2 separate regions of the Ovis aries genome follow, and region 2 is linked to region 1. A link is a contact called in public Hi-C data. All regions are on one chromosome and are shown on one strand. The core of a region is the stretch at or near the end of the contact, and the rest is flanking DNA. Distances in the headings are between cores, read along the strand shown. Region 1 holds the start of COL6A3 (collagen type VI alpha 3 chain). Region 2 has its middle 87 kb from the start of TRNAC-ACA.

Evidence for each region. A called contact is a pair of places that touch in the nucleus more often than the background predicts.
Region 2: a Hi-C map of tail adipose tissue shows a contact between it and region 1, with 2.2 times the contacts expected there. The contact joins the enhancer-like site here to the promoter of COL6A3 in region 1. A contact is called at or near these places in 4 of 16 Hi-C or Micro-C datasets (hypothalamus, muscle, omental adipose tissue and 1 more).

The regions. Positions count from the first base shown.
Region 1 is chr1:3,774,630-3,782,429 of ARS-UI_Ramb_v3.0, forward strand. COL6A3 (collagen type VI alpha 3 chain) reads left to right here and starts at 3,293. Exons shown (of 41, transcript XM_060414453.1): 1 at 3,293-3,514.
Region 2 is chr1:3,953,795-3,961,594 of ARS-UI_Ramb_v3.0, forward strand. No RefSeq gene overlaps it. Among named protein-coding and RNA genes, the nearest start is that of TRNAC-ACA, 87 kb to the right of the region's middle. Within about 2 kb of position 4,452, at least 6 of the 54 cell types and tissues checked have an H3K27ac peak or open chromatin away from gene starts, as enhancers often do. A contact at or near this core is called in tail adipose tissue, where this site is marked.

The DNA.
Region 1 (7,800 bases), core at 2,043-4,542:
GAGCCTGGGAAAGAGGGGTCACAAGTTTCTAACTTGTGCAGAAGGAGAAGGGAGGAGGTACCAGTGTGGGTTCAACACAGCAGTTACGGGGAAACCAGACTGTGAGATTCGGTGACTTCTGAGTTCCCTTGAGGGGCTGCCAGGCCCAGACCCAGGACCGTCGATGTTGCAGTCAGAGCTGACTTCTGGGATGGTTTTGTCTTGGAACCAGGTGGCAGGAGGAACTGGTCATTTCACCAAGAATCCCGGATCCCAGTGATTCAGTGAAAAACCCATGGGAGCCACAGTGCTCTCTATTGAGTGCCTGGGAGGATGTGGGAGGGTTTCCACCAAAGGCTGCCAGCTTCCAGAAGTTTCTGTGACCACGGGCTCTGTTGGCAAGAGTCTAGATTGTCAGTGATTAGTTACAGTTAAATATTACGGAGACCTGGTTCTGATTAAGCAAGGGTTTTAGTTTCTTTACCCTGGAGTAGGAAATGGCAACCCGCTCCAGTACTCTTGCCTTGAAAATCCCATAGACGGAGGAGCTTGGTGCAGGCTACTATCCATGGGGTCACAAAGAGTCGGGCATGACTGAGCGACTTCACTTCAGTTTCTTTAATGCTTGTTCTAAATGATGCATTGCCATTGCTGTTTAAATAATGTTGATAGTCATTCTTAATACCAAGGAATGTATATTCTCTGTGATTTTGAAAAGAAATAGCTGTATTGGTATTTGAAAAAAGGAACCGCTGAATAGAGATACAGAGGCCACACCTGTTCTGTGAACCTCTCTGGGTGGTGCTGCTTGGGACAGAAAGTGGTGAGCGAATGTTCCCTCATCTGCAGCCTGTGATGTGCCTCGAAGAGGTGGCTCCAGCAGACCCAGCCAGTGAAGTGGCAGCGCGTGTCCTGGCATGGGTATACGAGTCCATGCCAGCCCCTCGGAGTGGGGACGCTGCTGGGACATGTGCTTTCCTGTGTGGGAACCCTGACTGCCCACACGTGACGTGGGCCGTGCTGCTCCTGCTCAGAGCCCCTGTTCATTTCTTCTTCCCCTGCAGGAGACGGGCAGGGAGGCACCTCAGTCCAGCTCTTCATCCCCATCCTGACATTCTTCCAGCCGAGCCCCCGGGGTGTAGAGAAGGGGTGAGCCTTCTGGCGGGTGAGTAAGGGGGGCCCCTGAGCTGCAGGGGGACAGTGGGGACCGTCTCTCCTGCACCATCTTCCCTTCCTCCCTAAATGCAGGAAATCGTCTGGAAAGGAGTTAATGATACCTTGACTCCCCAAACTTGCTCTGGAAGGATCTCCAAGTGAAAAGTATCCTTCAGATGTCTCGCTTTCTCTTTTTACAAGATTTTTTATTGAGGTATGATTTAAAAAGCTGTGTTAGTTTCAAGTGTAGAGCAAAGTGGATCTGATATATATATACATATACATATAGCCACTCCTCTTTTTTTTTTTTTTAAGGAAAAGAGTTCTTTAAAAATTTTTTTAATTGGAGGATAATTGCTTTACAATATTGTGTTGGTTTCTGCCATGCACCAACATGAATCAGCCTTAGGTATACATATGTCCCCTCGCTCTTGAAGCTGCCTCCCCATCCCGCCCCTCTAGGTTTGAGCTCCCTGAGTCAGACAGCGAATTCCCGTTGGCTGTCTATTTTACATATGGTAACATGTCTGTTTCCAAGCTACTCTCTCAAATATCCCACCCTCTCCCTCCCCCACAGGGTCCAAAAGTCTGTTCTTCATGTCTGCGTCTCCTTCGCTGCCCTGCGAGTACCATCCTTAGCGCCGTCTTTCTAGACTCCACACATATGAATTAATATACATTATTTGCTTTTCTCTTCCTGATTTACTTCACTGTGTGTGAAAGGCTGTAGGTTCATCCACCGCATTAGAACCGACTCACGTGCGCTCCTTCATACAGTCAGGTAACACTCCGCTGTGTGTGCTCCACATCTTTCTCCTCGGTTGATGGGCATCTAGGTGGCTTCCATGTTCCAGCTATAAATAGTGCTGCGACTAGAGGGCAGAGGTGTCCTTTTCAATTATGCTTTTCTCAAGCGTTATGCCCTGTAGTGGGATTGCTGGGTCGCATGGTAGTCTTATTCTTAGTTTTTTAAAGGAATCTCCATACTGTTCTCCAGAGTCGATGTATCAATTTGCATTCCCACCAACTGTGCAAGAGGGCTCCCTTCACTCTTTTTTTTAGATTCTTTTCCCATGTAGATCATTACAGAGTATTGGGAAGAGATCCCTCTGCTATGCAGTAGGTCCTTATTCTCTGTTTTGTATATAATCACGTGTGTATGACAGTCCCAACTTATCGCCTCCACCTCCACTCCCTGGTAACAGTAAATTTGTTTCTGCAGATGTCTCTTGATATTTCACATGACTTTTCAGCAGGGTCACGTGATGGGTGGGCAGTGAGAAGTTTAAGGCGTCCACAGCCAGAATTCTGATCTGAGCTCTGCTACAAAGCCAGGTTCTTCCCATCTGTCAAATGGGACCATAATCTCACTTAAGAAAACATGACCTGTATCTATTTCAAAGGCGGAGAGAGATAACACATATCAAAGCACTGTGAACTGTACCAGCTTTGCAGAAACACAAGTTCTTTCTCAAGGGTCTTCCTGTAAATCTGAGCATGATAACCCTTCTTGTTCCCCTTGTGTGTGTCCTGGAGTTGGGACCTTTCGCTTCACAATCGGAATCATTATACACAGAATGACCAAAGGAAAAAAAAAAGGATGTAGCCTTTTTTTCTTGCCTTTTCACCGGCAAACAGAGCTTTGGTTAGCCGAACGCCAAGGCGATTTTAATGGCTGGTTTTTTAATATCTGAAAGGGGAGGTTATTAGGAGAAGTCTCAATTCAGAAACTTCAAGAAGTGGGAGGGTGTGGTAAGGGTGGACGGGGGAGACTGCATTTCCTGTTTTCCTTTCAGATGGTGTTGGGAAACACTGCTGGAAAACCATGGAGACCCATGAAAAAAATTCCAGAATTCATTCTCCTTGTGGCCGCCGGGGGCCCAGCCCCAAAGGTGATGAGTAGAAGGGGTGGGTTTTTTTTTTTTTCAAGAGTTGGGGTTTGCAGGCGTCCAGCTCTGGGCTGGTGGGGTGAAGACAGCCTTCTGAGGTGACATCAGCTCGTGGTCCAGGCCAGAAGCGACAGAGCAGGAGTCTGGTTTTCATTTACAGTGTTGGGGCAGGCCCGCTGGGGAGGGGGAGAGGAGGGGGCGGAGGAGGGAGGAGGAGGAGCTGGAGGGAGCCTTGACTGTATCCCTGGACCCCGTCCAGTTTGCAGCTCAGTCCTCCACCAAAGGCCGCTCAGTTCTCCCGCGCGCCAGCCTCCTGCGAAGACCACGAGAGCAGCTTTCCGCCCGCCCAGGGTCCCCTCTCCCCGCCCGGGGTCCCCCCTCTCCTGCAGAAGGGAAAGGAGACGCAGCCCGTGGGGGAAAACCATGCGTCAGAATCGCACATAATTGAATATCGAAGCCCAGGGACGCAGGCTTCTCCAGGTTTGCTCAGGGTAAGTGCCCCTTCGCCCCTGTTCCCCCGGTTTCGGGTTTGTGGCCAGAGGGAAGGGCTTCAAACCCCGCTGACCGCGTCTCGATGGCTCTCAGGTTTTTGCCCTGAGAGTCCCTTTTCAGTAGGAGCTGTGGTCTCTGGAAGCTCCAGCTGATTTTTTCTTTCCCCGTGTGTGCCACCTGGGTCTCCCCTGGCGGGGCTGAGGGCTGGAGCTCCCGAGTCCTGCAGTGCGGTCTATTCTGTCCATCCTTCCCTGCTTTTTGGGCTCATGGTTTATTTTATTTGACGTTGCCTCCTCCTTCGAAAGCTCAGCTGGAATCTGAGAATCGGCTTTGTTTGCAGAAGTGCCTGTGCAGGGATCCCAGAGCCACTTTGGAGAGACTCTCTCCGAGGTGGCCGGTGTGGGGGGGCTGGCTGAGCGCCTCTGTTGCCCACCGGGAGACGGGGGTGACTTTGCTGTCCGGGCAAGGGGCAGGTGGAGGCTCCTCAGCTCTCACCATCAGGGCTCCATCTTTTCAGGAATCTGAAGTCACTGCTGGTGCCTTGGTCCCCTCTGGGGTTGCCTAAAGGAGCTGCCAGGGTCAGAGAAGGAGAAGGAATTTGGTGTTTGGGCAGCAGGCCTGGTGGATAAGGCAGGGCCCCTGGGGCCACGAGCCGGCCTGCATTGCCCAGATGTGTGGCGCGTGCCAAGCCTGGAGGCCCTGGGGCTTGTTCCCCGGCTGGGAGGGTGGGGCCCCGGTCCTCTCGCCCAGGATGGAAAGTGTTCCCTGATAGTCACAAGTCTGCTCTGGGGACCTGTGTCAGGGGCTACTGTGTGCGGTGGGCTCCCTGAGAGGGCCCAGCGGAGCCCTGGGGGCTGTAAACCGAGATTGGCATTTCACAGCCAGCCCGAGGAGCGAGGAGCGAGGAGCGAGTTGAGAGGCTGGTCTGGACCCCAAGAACAAACTGCTCTGGACGCAGGGGAGTGTCCTCCACCCAGTGGGGACTCGGCGGAGCTGGCCCTTGCCAGCCGCTTCTCTTGCTGAACAGTTAACTCTGCACGAGAACCACTGGGTCCCATAGCTACAAGGGTGCTCGGACCCCAAAGGGAGAGACAGTTCTCACTCAGGGATCCCCCATCTCTGTGACTTTATAAAACTGAACAGAAATGACTTTAAAATCAGGTTGTGTGTGTGTGGTTTTTTTTTTTTTTTGGTTCCTAAGCAAAATGTTATTGAAAACCAGCTGGTTGTTGGGTGCTATTGGAACTCCTGAGCTCTTTGGCTGGGCTAAAGAGAAAGGAAGAGACTCTTGGTGGGAGTGCTGAGGTGCGGCTCCCTGGCTTTAAAGATGCTCCTGGGCTCTGAGATACTCAGTTACTTGCAGAGGCCGTGGCACCAGTAGGCGGCTCAGAAGGCAGTCCAGTCTTTACCATTTCAGGGAGGCAGACGGCCCAACCGTGGAGGCCCCCTTACTAGCTTGCATCGCGATTTGAAATGTGCCATTTGATTCTGTTCTCCCAGGAGAGAATGCCCTCCTGTCATATTCTATGAAAAGTGATGGCGGAACTGGTGTATGCTCCCCAGGGTTCTCCCAGCTAACAGGGAGAGGAGTGCCAGGCGAGAGAGCTGATCCCCAGAACAGACCTGGGTTTGCAACCAGAGCAGCTGGGCTGGCTTCCCGCATTCAGGCCACCTCTGGGGATGGGGCCCAGAGGGATGGGACCTGCATGCTGCCCTATTCCTGCGTGGACTTTGCTGAGGGTGAAGGCAGAGGGGTGGGAAGGTGAGGGGTGTTTGTAGGAATTCAAGATCTAGGAATGATCACATGGTCTCGAGCTCTTCTTTGTTGAGGCCAAGGTTTTCCATTACCAGAAGGTGTATTATTATTATTATTTTTCTCTCTCCACTCATGGCAGTGAGAAAATCATTAAGAAGATCCTGGGTGGAGAGGAGGCTTGGGGAAGAGTCTCATCACAGGGTGGTGAGGGTGGCTCTTCTTTTTCCAGTGGGGGAAATGGAGGGTGTGGCCACGCCCACCTTCCTGGGAGGTGGCCGGGGAAGCCTCTAGAATGTTAGCCCTTGGCCCCCGGCTCTTCCAGCACTTGGGAGGGTGTGTGCCCCACCCCACCATGCTTGTGGCCCTTAGTGGGTGAGATATATGGTGAATATCCAAACTGGGGGTCTTAAGGATGCTTTTGATGCCAGATAAGCATCTTTCTGAATAGGAATTGTTCTTATTTCTGCACCTCCCTTCGTTTTCAAAGTGTTGAGGATTCACTGCTTCTCATTCGCTCATCATAAGTGCCATCTGTGATTTTGTACCTTAGAACCTAATACATCACTGATGATAAAGTAGAAAGAAACTCCTCTATTCAACGGACAATTGATGGTGGGTTTGTGGCTCCAAGGAGGCTCCCCATCTGATTTTGATTTTAAAGCCAGCTTGAAATCAGACCTCCTGCCTTTTGAAAGTTAGCAGAGTTTCGCCCGGGAGGCTTCATCCATGCCCTCGCTCAACTGGTTAAAGTGATCTTTGTCATTATCCAGTTTTATGTGAAATTCCACATTTAGGATTTAAAATCCACTGGGAGGTCCTGAATTCGAAGGAGGCTGTCTTGCCCACATGCTAATCACTTTAGGCAAACGTTTCACTTGAAAAGTAGTGTCAGTTTCCTTTTTGGAAGAACCCAGGGATCGGTTATCTCTTGGGGAAGAATCTTGGGCGGGTTCCCATCTGAAGGGGACTTTCTGTCCCAGCAGCCTTTCCACCAAAACCTACAGGAGCGAAATTTTCACGGTGTCTTTGCTGTGGACAGCAGGCTGTAACACCCACACCACTGCTATGTAAATAGCTGAAGACCCGAGGAGCTGGCATTTTAAAAAATCCCATTAGCAGCTCTCACTTAAGGAAAGGAACACTCAAAAATGATGCAGGTTTTCAAGCAGGGAAGCTTAAAAAAGTTCCTGCTTCTTCAGACAGTCTTGGGCTGTCTTCATCCACTTTTCTAGATACGGATTCTCTCTTTCCAAACATCAGGGAGATGATCCTACCCTTTTAAGAAAAAAACCACTGTTTGTCCCCTCTGAACCAGGGGTGATGACCATCTGAAATTCAGGTAGCACCCGCCGCACCCCGATTTGCAAAGAGGAGTTCTTCTGGGGAATTCATTAATTTTTGAGAATGTAATTTGAATACCTTCTGGCCTCATTGGTCTGTTTCGGGAAGGACGGGAAAAGGTGAATTAGTGTCTTCCTCCTGGGAAAGCTTTTCCTGAACGTGCATTCTGCTTTCTGTCCTCTAGAGGGCGACGCATCCCTCTGAGCCCTGCGCGGTGCAGGGAGTCTGGGGGCTCACAGGCAATCTGTTGAGTTAGTCTCAGCAGAGCTCCTTGGGTCACGTTGGGACCCACCTAGAGGCTGTTTCAATACCTAGTTTTAAAAAAATGTGACTAATATCTGAAGTAAATGTGCCGTTAGGATTTCACTATTTTCTTTTGAGGTGAACGGCTGCTTGCGGTGAAGCAGGCTGTATCCTAAAGTACCCTCATGCAAGGGCGTTAACCAAGTAAGAACTTTTAGAGGAAGCATGTTGCTGGTATCTCCTGAGAAAGAGATTACACTAACACGATGCTTTTCCAGAACCCAGTCTGCTGTATCCGGGTAGGGTTTCTGAATTTTAGAAATAGAAGGGATGTTAAGACGGAACTAACCCAGTAACTCCCAAACTTTGGCCCATGCGTCTCATATTCCTTTAAGCTTAATAAACCCCATTGTGCTCCAGGGCGGGGAACTCTGGGGTGGGAGGAGGGGACAAAAATGACTAAGACTCCGGCCCTGCCCTCGCCTTAGGGCAAATTATTGACTTTGGCAGGCTATTGACTTCCGTTTGGCTACTTGAAATATCCCCAAATTACTACCTTGGTGGATGTTCTGCCCACACCCTTGACACCTCAGATGAAGAAATGGAACCCAGAGGGATGAACTGCTTGTCTGAGGTCCCCAGAGTATTAGTTGCTCAGCCGTGTTCGACTCTTTGCGACCCCATGGGTTGCAGCCCGCCAGGCTCCTCTGTCTGTGGGATTCTCAGGCCAGAATACTGAAGTGGGTTGCCACTCACTTCTCTAGAGCATCTTCCCGATCTGGGTCCCAAAGCAGAATCAGCATTCCCTGGACATGCCAGTGTGCCCTCACAGGTGGGTGTTGAGGACCAGGAACATAACGCGAGAACACATCTTCAGGAGTACATTTTGGAGTATCACGAGAAGAAAGGTGCTTTTTTTGGCCATCGACCAATCTTTTATAGAGT
Region 2 (7,800 bases), core at 3,202-5,701, 180 kb after region 1:
CTGTATTTTTAAGGTGCTTTTAAGCTTTGTGTCTCTTGCAGTTGGGGGGCTGTAAGCAATTCACAAGCTGTAAGAGGTCCGGGGGAACCTCTTAGGCAAGCTAGAGAGTTATCAGAGGGGGTTTAACTGAAACATCCCTTTCAAATGCAGAAGACTAAAGCCCTGAATTGACTTTTTTCCAGAGAATATCAGAAAAGTGGAAAAGTAGAGTACAAAAGCCGGCAGATTTTTATTGTTGTTGTTGTTGGGGTACATGCTCAGGAAATTCCAGGGGGACCCCTGAAGTCTGATCACGACCTTGTGTATGTCAGCTTCCTTCCTCATGACCTTGTCACAGGCGGGATTCCTCACACTGGCTTCTGGCAGATCAGAATGGCCCTCATCAAAAAAATGTATGAACAATAAATGCTGGAGAGGGTGTGGAGAAAGGGGAACACTCTTGCCCTGTTGGTCAGGATACAAATTTATACAGTCACTATGGGGAATGGTATGGAGGTTTCTTAAAAAGCTAGGAATAAAACTACCGTATGACTCAAGAATCCCATTATTGGGCATGTATCTGGGCTTATACCCAGAGGAAACCATAACTGGAAAAGACCAGTGTTCATCACAGCACTCTTTACAACAGCTAGGACATGGAAACAGCCTAGATGTTCATCAACAGATGAATGGATGGATAAAGAAGCTGTGGTATGAATATACAGGAGGGTATTACTCAGCTATAAAAATGAACACATTTGAGTCAGTTCTAATGAGGTAGACTGACCTAGAGCCTATTGTACAGAGGGAAGTAAGTCAGAGAAAAACAAGTATTGTATATTAATGTATATATATGGAATCTAGAAAGATGGCACTGATGAACCTATTTGCAGGGCATTGAACTGTGGTGTTGGAGAAGACTCTTGAGAGTCCATTGGACTGCAAGGAGATCCATCCAGTCCATTCTGAAGGAGATCAGCCCTGGGAATGCTTTGGAGGGAATGATGCTAAAGCTGAAACTCCAGTACTCTGGCCACCTCATGAGAAGAGTTGACTCATTGGAAAAGACTCTGATGCTGGGAGGGATTGGGGGCAGGAGGAGAAGGGGACGACAGAGGATGAGATGGCTGGATGGCATCACGGACTCAATGGATGTGAGTCTGAGTGAACTCCGGGAGATGGTGATGGACAGGGAGGCCTGGCGTGCTGCGATTCATGGGGTCTCAAAGAGTCGGACATGACTGAGCGACTGAACTGAACTGAACTGAACTGAAAGGAGATGCAAACATAAAGAGCAGACTTGTGGACACAGTGGGGTAAGGAGAGGGTGGGATGATCTGAGAAAGTAACATTGAAATACATACACGACCGTGTGTGAAATAAATAGCTGTGTATGATGCAGGGAGTTCAGACCGGGGCTCTGTGACTACCTAAAGGGGCGGGATGGGTTGGGAGATGGGAGGGAGGTTCAAGATGGAGGGAACGTGTATATACCGGTGCCTGATTCATGTTGATGCATGGCGGAAGCCCACACAACATTGTAAAGCAGTTATCCTCCAATTAAAAATAAATAAAGTAAAATAGAAAGTAAGTAAGAGAGTAGATTCTGGCTTCTCATCACAAGAAGTTTGTTTCTTTCCTTTATATTATATCTGTATAAAATGCTGAATGTTATCTGAAGCTGTCGGGGTAAGCATTGCACAAGACATGTAAATCAAACCATCATGCTGTACACCTGACTTTCAAGGCGATGTATGTCAATTATTTCTCAATAGAACTGAAAAAGCAGGAATCGAGTGAGGCACCAGGACTCCCTACTAGGAGACTCAGTCATATTTCTGTTCACTGGACTCAGAATATTTCCAATTATAGATATAAAATGACATAAGTAGATGTCTCCTGCATTTCTTCCATAGGAAACACTTGATAAAGTAGTCATCACTGTATTCCCTGCAGGATAAAATATATCATTGCACTGACCTCACAGCCCCCGGTGATCTTTGTGGTTGGAGGCTGCCATTTGGCCTCAGTCAGGCTTGAATTCCATCATTCCTGTGGACGTGAGGTCAGGGAGTCTATTTCAATGGCAGACCTGCCCTCTCCTTCTTGCTTACTGAGGATGCTATGACAGGGGTCTTCAGGGGAGCTGGTTCTCAGTTCCTTATGTGCCGGCTTTGGGGACCACCTGAAGACAGTCAAGATGAAGGTGAGTGGGCCAACTGTAATAAAACCTGCTTCTGATCCTCGTCTCCCTCGGCCTTTGGATTCCTTACTCCACGCAGTGTTGCGCAAGTTCTGACACCCTGACCTCACTGAATGTAGGTCACCACTCAATCCAAGTTCCAGTCAATGAAAAATGCCAGCTGGTAAAGCCATTCCAGCTGTGAAAGCTAGAACATTAAATCCTGAATCTTTGTACAAGCATTCCTATCTTGGCACACTCAATATGATGCAGTTATATTTCGTCCTGCTTGGTCTGATACCCTTAAAACCTATATTTCTCAGGTTGCTGCCTATACAGATCATTTTTGATACATCATCATTTGGTGCATCATCTCTTCCATTTCCTGAAGACTTTGGGATTATCCCTTGGGTCATGATGGATCTGAGCTGTAGGACTTGAGGCAATGTGGTGTTGAGGATGGTCCTGAGAGGCATAGTCATTCAGACGACTGCTCCAAGTATTATTCTTTAAACAAGGCAAAGGCACCTCCTTGGTCCTGGAGAAAGGTCTAATTTTTCTGGAAGGTCAATGCAAGAGGATTTGGAGGTTCAAGGTTTCCAGATTATCCTATTTACCCAATAGTCCGATCTCATGTCTCAAGACCCCTCCTCCCTTATTCCAAATAAGTGTGTTTTTCTTAACAGAAGCATCCTGTCAAAGTTGCATTGGGAAGGGCAATATAAGGGTGGGATAGTGGGAGGGGCAAGCTATTGGGTGTAAGATGAGCTCCAGGATGTATTATACAACACGGGGAATATGCCTACTATTTTGTAATAATTGTAATGGAGTATAGCCTTTACAAATCGAATTTTTAAGAGTTGCGTTATGAACTTAGTTTGAATTCTGTAACTCACATAGTCAAATTTTGTGACTGAATTTCCATAGCTTTGCCTACACAGCCCACACGGAGATGTTCCAGGTCACCAGGCACTTTGGTAGAGCCACTTCCCTGTGTATATACACTTGTCACGGTGGCATATATAAACAAGTATTTCTTTTAAGTCTATGGGAGAATATTTCTCCTTCTCTGTGTCTGCTTGAGCTGAGTTAAAGCCCTGAGTACATCATTTTCTATTTGAAAGGTGTCTAGCATAGTAAGAAGCAACTACAAACCTCATCTTTGAAAGTTGCAAGTATCTGGAGGATGAGGGGTTTCTTAGAAGATTTGGAAATATATCTTCTGGCCCTTTATAGAGTTGGTGCTGTGCTGTGCTTAGTCACTCAGTCGACTCCATGGACTGCAGCCCACCAGGCTCCTCTGTCCCTGGAGATTCTCCAGGCAAGAATCCTGGAGTGGGTTGCCATGCCCTCTTCCAGGGGATCTTCCCAACTCAGGGATCGAACCCAGGTCTCCCGCATTGCAGGTGGATTCTTTACCATCTGAGCCACCAGGGAAGCCCAAGAATACTGGAGTGGGTAGCCTATTCCTTCTCCAGGGAGCTTCCCGACCCAGGAATCGAACCGGGGTCTCCTGCATTGCCGGTGGATTCTTTACCAGCTGAGCTACCAAGGAGTTGGTAATCCATGGCTTATGCCCAGTTATAATAGGTATCAGGGTGGCCGCTTAAATGGAAAGAGAGCCTCGTCATTCCATGAGCATTATTGTCAAGGTAAAATGAACAGATTTAGCTCGTAAAGAAACAATGCAACTTCTTTAGATCCAGATAGTTTATACCTTACAAAGACAAAAAGCAAAGCATACCACCTCCCCTTGCCCCTTGTCCCACAGGATGATACCAAAACAGTGGGGAGCAGGTGACAACATATGAGTCATGGGGCCCTGTTGCCGAGAGACCTGTTTCGTGCTGCATCCAGGCAGTTACACTGACTGTAGCTGGACCCTAAAGGAGGTGGTTGGGGACAGAGTGTGGACAGGGAGAAGGGAGCCTCATACCTCCTCAGAACACAGGAGGCGATGAGAAACTGCCCCATGAGCGGGGAAGAGCCTGGTAATAGCTCCTCACAAAGCTCCTGTGCTCTCATATTCTGGTTGGATCACAGGAGTTCTGCTAAGGTCCACATTAACTGTGATAGCACTTTGCCCACACAGCCCATGTGGAGACGTGCAAGGCCACCAGGCACCCCCTGCTGGAGCCACTTCCAGGCATTTATTGTTCCATCCATTCCTGCTGACAGCAGAAAGATCATTTGATTTCCAGGCAAGGAACTTCCTCCAGGGACTCCGAGTTCACTGGTTCAGAAGCTCTGAGTACAGCTTGTTCATCTAACACTAGCCAGCAGGGCGGTCAGGAGGGATTATTGACTCTCGCTGTCATCAGGGGCCAGGGCTGCTGATAAGGATCTCTGGAGCCTCAGTGTGGGCTGAAACAACTTCCAGTGCTTTCAGGCCAGCAATGTAAGTAACAGATAATGGCAGCAATCCTGACCTGCAGGAGGCAAGGGAGCCTCACCTCACACCCTTCTGGGGGAGATCTGGGTCGTTTGAGCAGGCAGTCAACTGAGACTGGTCAAAGCAAGTGGTAGCCAAAAGCAAGTGACTTCTGGATAGGGTGATAAAGGTAGGAGGTGATGGACGGGGAAGGTAGGAGGTGAAGGATGGGAAAGGTAGGAGGTGATAAATGGTGTTGGGGCTCTGGGTCAATGGAAGCAGTGGGGCTGTACTTTGTTCCACTAACTGTGGATGCTAAATCTTGAAGACTCATTTCTGGTTGGACTGAATGTGAAGGGCAGGAGAGGAAGCGAAGAGTGCAAGGGGGTTATGAACAGACAGCTCTGGGCTCCTTCCACACCTTCTTGGCCTCACCTAGATCCCAGCTGTGACTGATCGGAAGTCCTGAGAGGGCTCCCATCATGTTTCACAGACAGCTCTGACCTCAAGCATGAGCCCACATCCTTCATGCTCTGCCTTGGGCTCCCACAGAGTTGTGGATGTGGCTGGTCCCCACGTGGCGCACGTGTAAGAGCAGCCTAGAAGGGGGAGCGTAGTCGTGCCCCGGAGGGCACCCGAGGCAGCAGGAAACATAAGTAAGTGTTGTCCATTTTGATCCCGGAGGCAGGGGCAGTGTTTGGACAATTCTAACAGGCATTCTGCATGCTGAGGTCCTGGTAGGATTGAGCACCAGCTGCCACAAAAGAGACCCTCATAATGCACTTTACCTGGACTTCCATTTTCTTCCTCCACATCACGCTTCCTGCTCACTTATATTCTCTGAGAGCACAGCTCATATAGAATTTCTGTGCTTAAGTCCTTGGGTCCGGCTCTGATTTCAGGGCTAGTGCGTTGGAGAGCAAGCCAGGCTGGGTGCTGTCTTTCCCACAGGTGGGCTGACAGGTCAAAAAGGCCAGCCAGGCGATGTGGTCAGATAGGACATGCGCAGTGAGGCAGCCGAGCTTGTGATGCGGGTGGACACTGTGAGAGACAACTTGTGAACCCTTGCTCACTTTGGTCCCATGTGCCCACCTCGGGGCATGAGCTCTCACCCCTCCCAGTCTCTCTCCTGAGCTCTGGAAATGCACTGAAACATCCATCCAGGCACATGTCCAGACTGAAAGTGTCCTCTTCCAAAGTCACATCTCCCTAGGAGCTCCTGATGCTGCTCCATTCATGTTTTTTCAGTCTCATGACGTTGGAGGTCCTTGAGGACTCCTCTTCCTCTCCCCCAACTGGTGATGAGTTCTCCTTCTTAAAGGTCTCTGCAACTTACCCCACTTGCCCCTGTTTCAGTCCAGACCCTCCTCATCTTTCTTGGTGTTTAATAATTATTTCAGAACCAGTGTGTCTGCTTAAGGCACCTACCCTGGCCCCAACTTGTCATAATCACTCTATTATAAAACTGTTTTGTTCTTAATCATCACATCTATCCTTTCCACAAATATTTATTGATTTCCCATCTTCCAGCAGGAATAAAAGAGACCAAATCTAAACTCCTTGGCTTGGTTTCCTGGAATGTTCACAAGCAGACTCAGATTGATTTCTTTGGAATCATTTCAGAACTTCACATTGTCCATCATGGCTACATGTGACATCTAGGCCTTCTCAGCCCACTCTTTAATTCGGATTGTTAACCCGGAGTGAGAGAAGGAAGGCGTTTTCTGAACCACTGCTATTCTCGCTGTTGTTGCTCAGTTGCTAAGTCTTGTCCAACTCTTTGCGACCCCATAGACTGCAGCACGCCAGGCTTCCTGTCCTTCATCATCTCCTGGAGTTCGTTTGAACTCATGTCCATTGAGTTGGTGATGCCACCCAATCAGCTCATCTATTTTCAGATGAAACAAAAGCCTTCAGTTCAGTTCAGTTCAGTCACTCAGTGGCAGCCAAATTTGATAGCCATGGTGGGGGGGGGGGGCGCGGAGAGTAAATCTGGCTAGAATGGAGGGTATCAACTCAAAAGAAGGCTGTGGAAGGAAAGCTGAGTGAGCTGTCCCATGGCTTTCTAGAACACTCTGTCTGATGACAGCACTCTGGCAGGCAAGGAGGCTTCCTCACCTCCCTGAGGAAGGCAGCGGCTCTGGGCTATCAAAATGCTCAGGCAAGGCATCACTGTGGAATACCCACATCTCAATTTTCACTCAATCTGTTCACTTCTGTGGGATCTGGACCCTGGATCATGGTGTAGTCTGTAGGATCTGGACTATCCCAGGCTGCCCAGCATCTTGTTTGTCTCCCAGGGTCCAGACTCTGGCCACCCTGGGTCCTGACTATATTCTTCATGTGGGTGAGACTTTGGATCTTTGTTCATGTTCCCCAAGTACCTGGCCACACAGCCTTCTCACTCTTCTTGCTCCAGAGTTTCCCAGCTTATGGGGTGAGAATCTGGATGAGCCAACCCTACAGTGGGGCCAGAAAAGACAGGCTTGGGGTCAAGTAGGAAATGAGTGGGGTCACTGGTGAGAGGAGGAGCATCTTCCCTGCTGAGACAGCATGTGCAGAGGAAAAGCTGTAGGCTGGGGTGGGGGGCGGGGGCGGGGTTGGCTGGTGGACAGGCGCAGCCAGGAGGAGACAGCAAGAGGACATCAGTCAAGTTGGTAAGAGTCAAGACTAGGGGCGACTCAGGAGCAGATTCCATGGCCAAAGTCAGAGCTGGAAGCCACGTGGTCTTGGCCGGGACACCTTATAATCCCTGACTGTCAGATGATCTAGGTGTTATCCACGAGACTGCAGCATTTCTGGAGCAGGCAGAGCAGCCACTGAGGGGGCAGAAGCTTGAGTCTTGTGGTGACCTGGTAGTAATGAGCCAAGTAACTTCCCTCCTCCAGACGCTAGGTCCTCTGGGGTCCTGTGGTCAGCAGCTGTTGCTTGATCATCTACTTTGCGGCTTGCCTTTGGGGCACCACCTCTTCCGCACAGGACTCCGTTCATCCCATTGTGCACACCCAGCTGAGAAGGTCAGTGATCTCCTACCGTCTGGATGATAGGAACTCCCTGATTCCCCTTCGAAGTCTGCTTTTCCAGCTTTTTTCCTATTTCTATGAGCCACCCCATATTGGTCTAATAAATTTCTTTTTGCGTGGGGTAGAGTCAATTTCTGTTGCTTATAGTCAAAGAATCCAAAATGATGCAGGCCCTGTCACCTTGGATCCTCTGTGGTCTCAAGCATCAGTGCGTCATGAGTTTGAAGCAGGGACTGTGCCTCAGA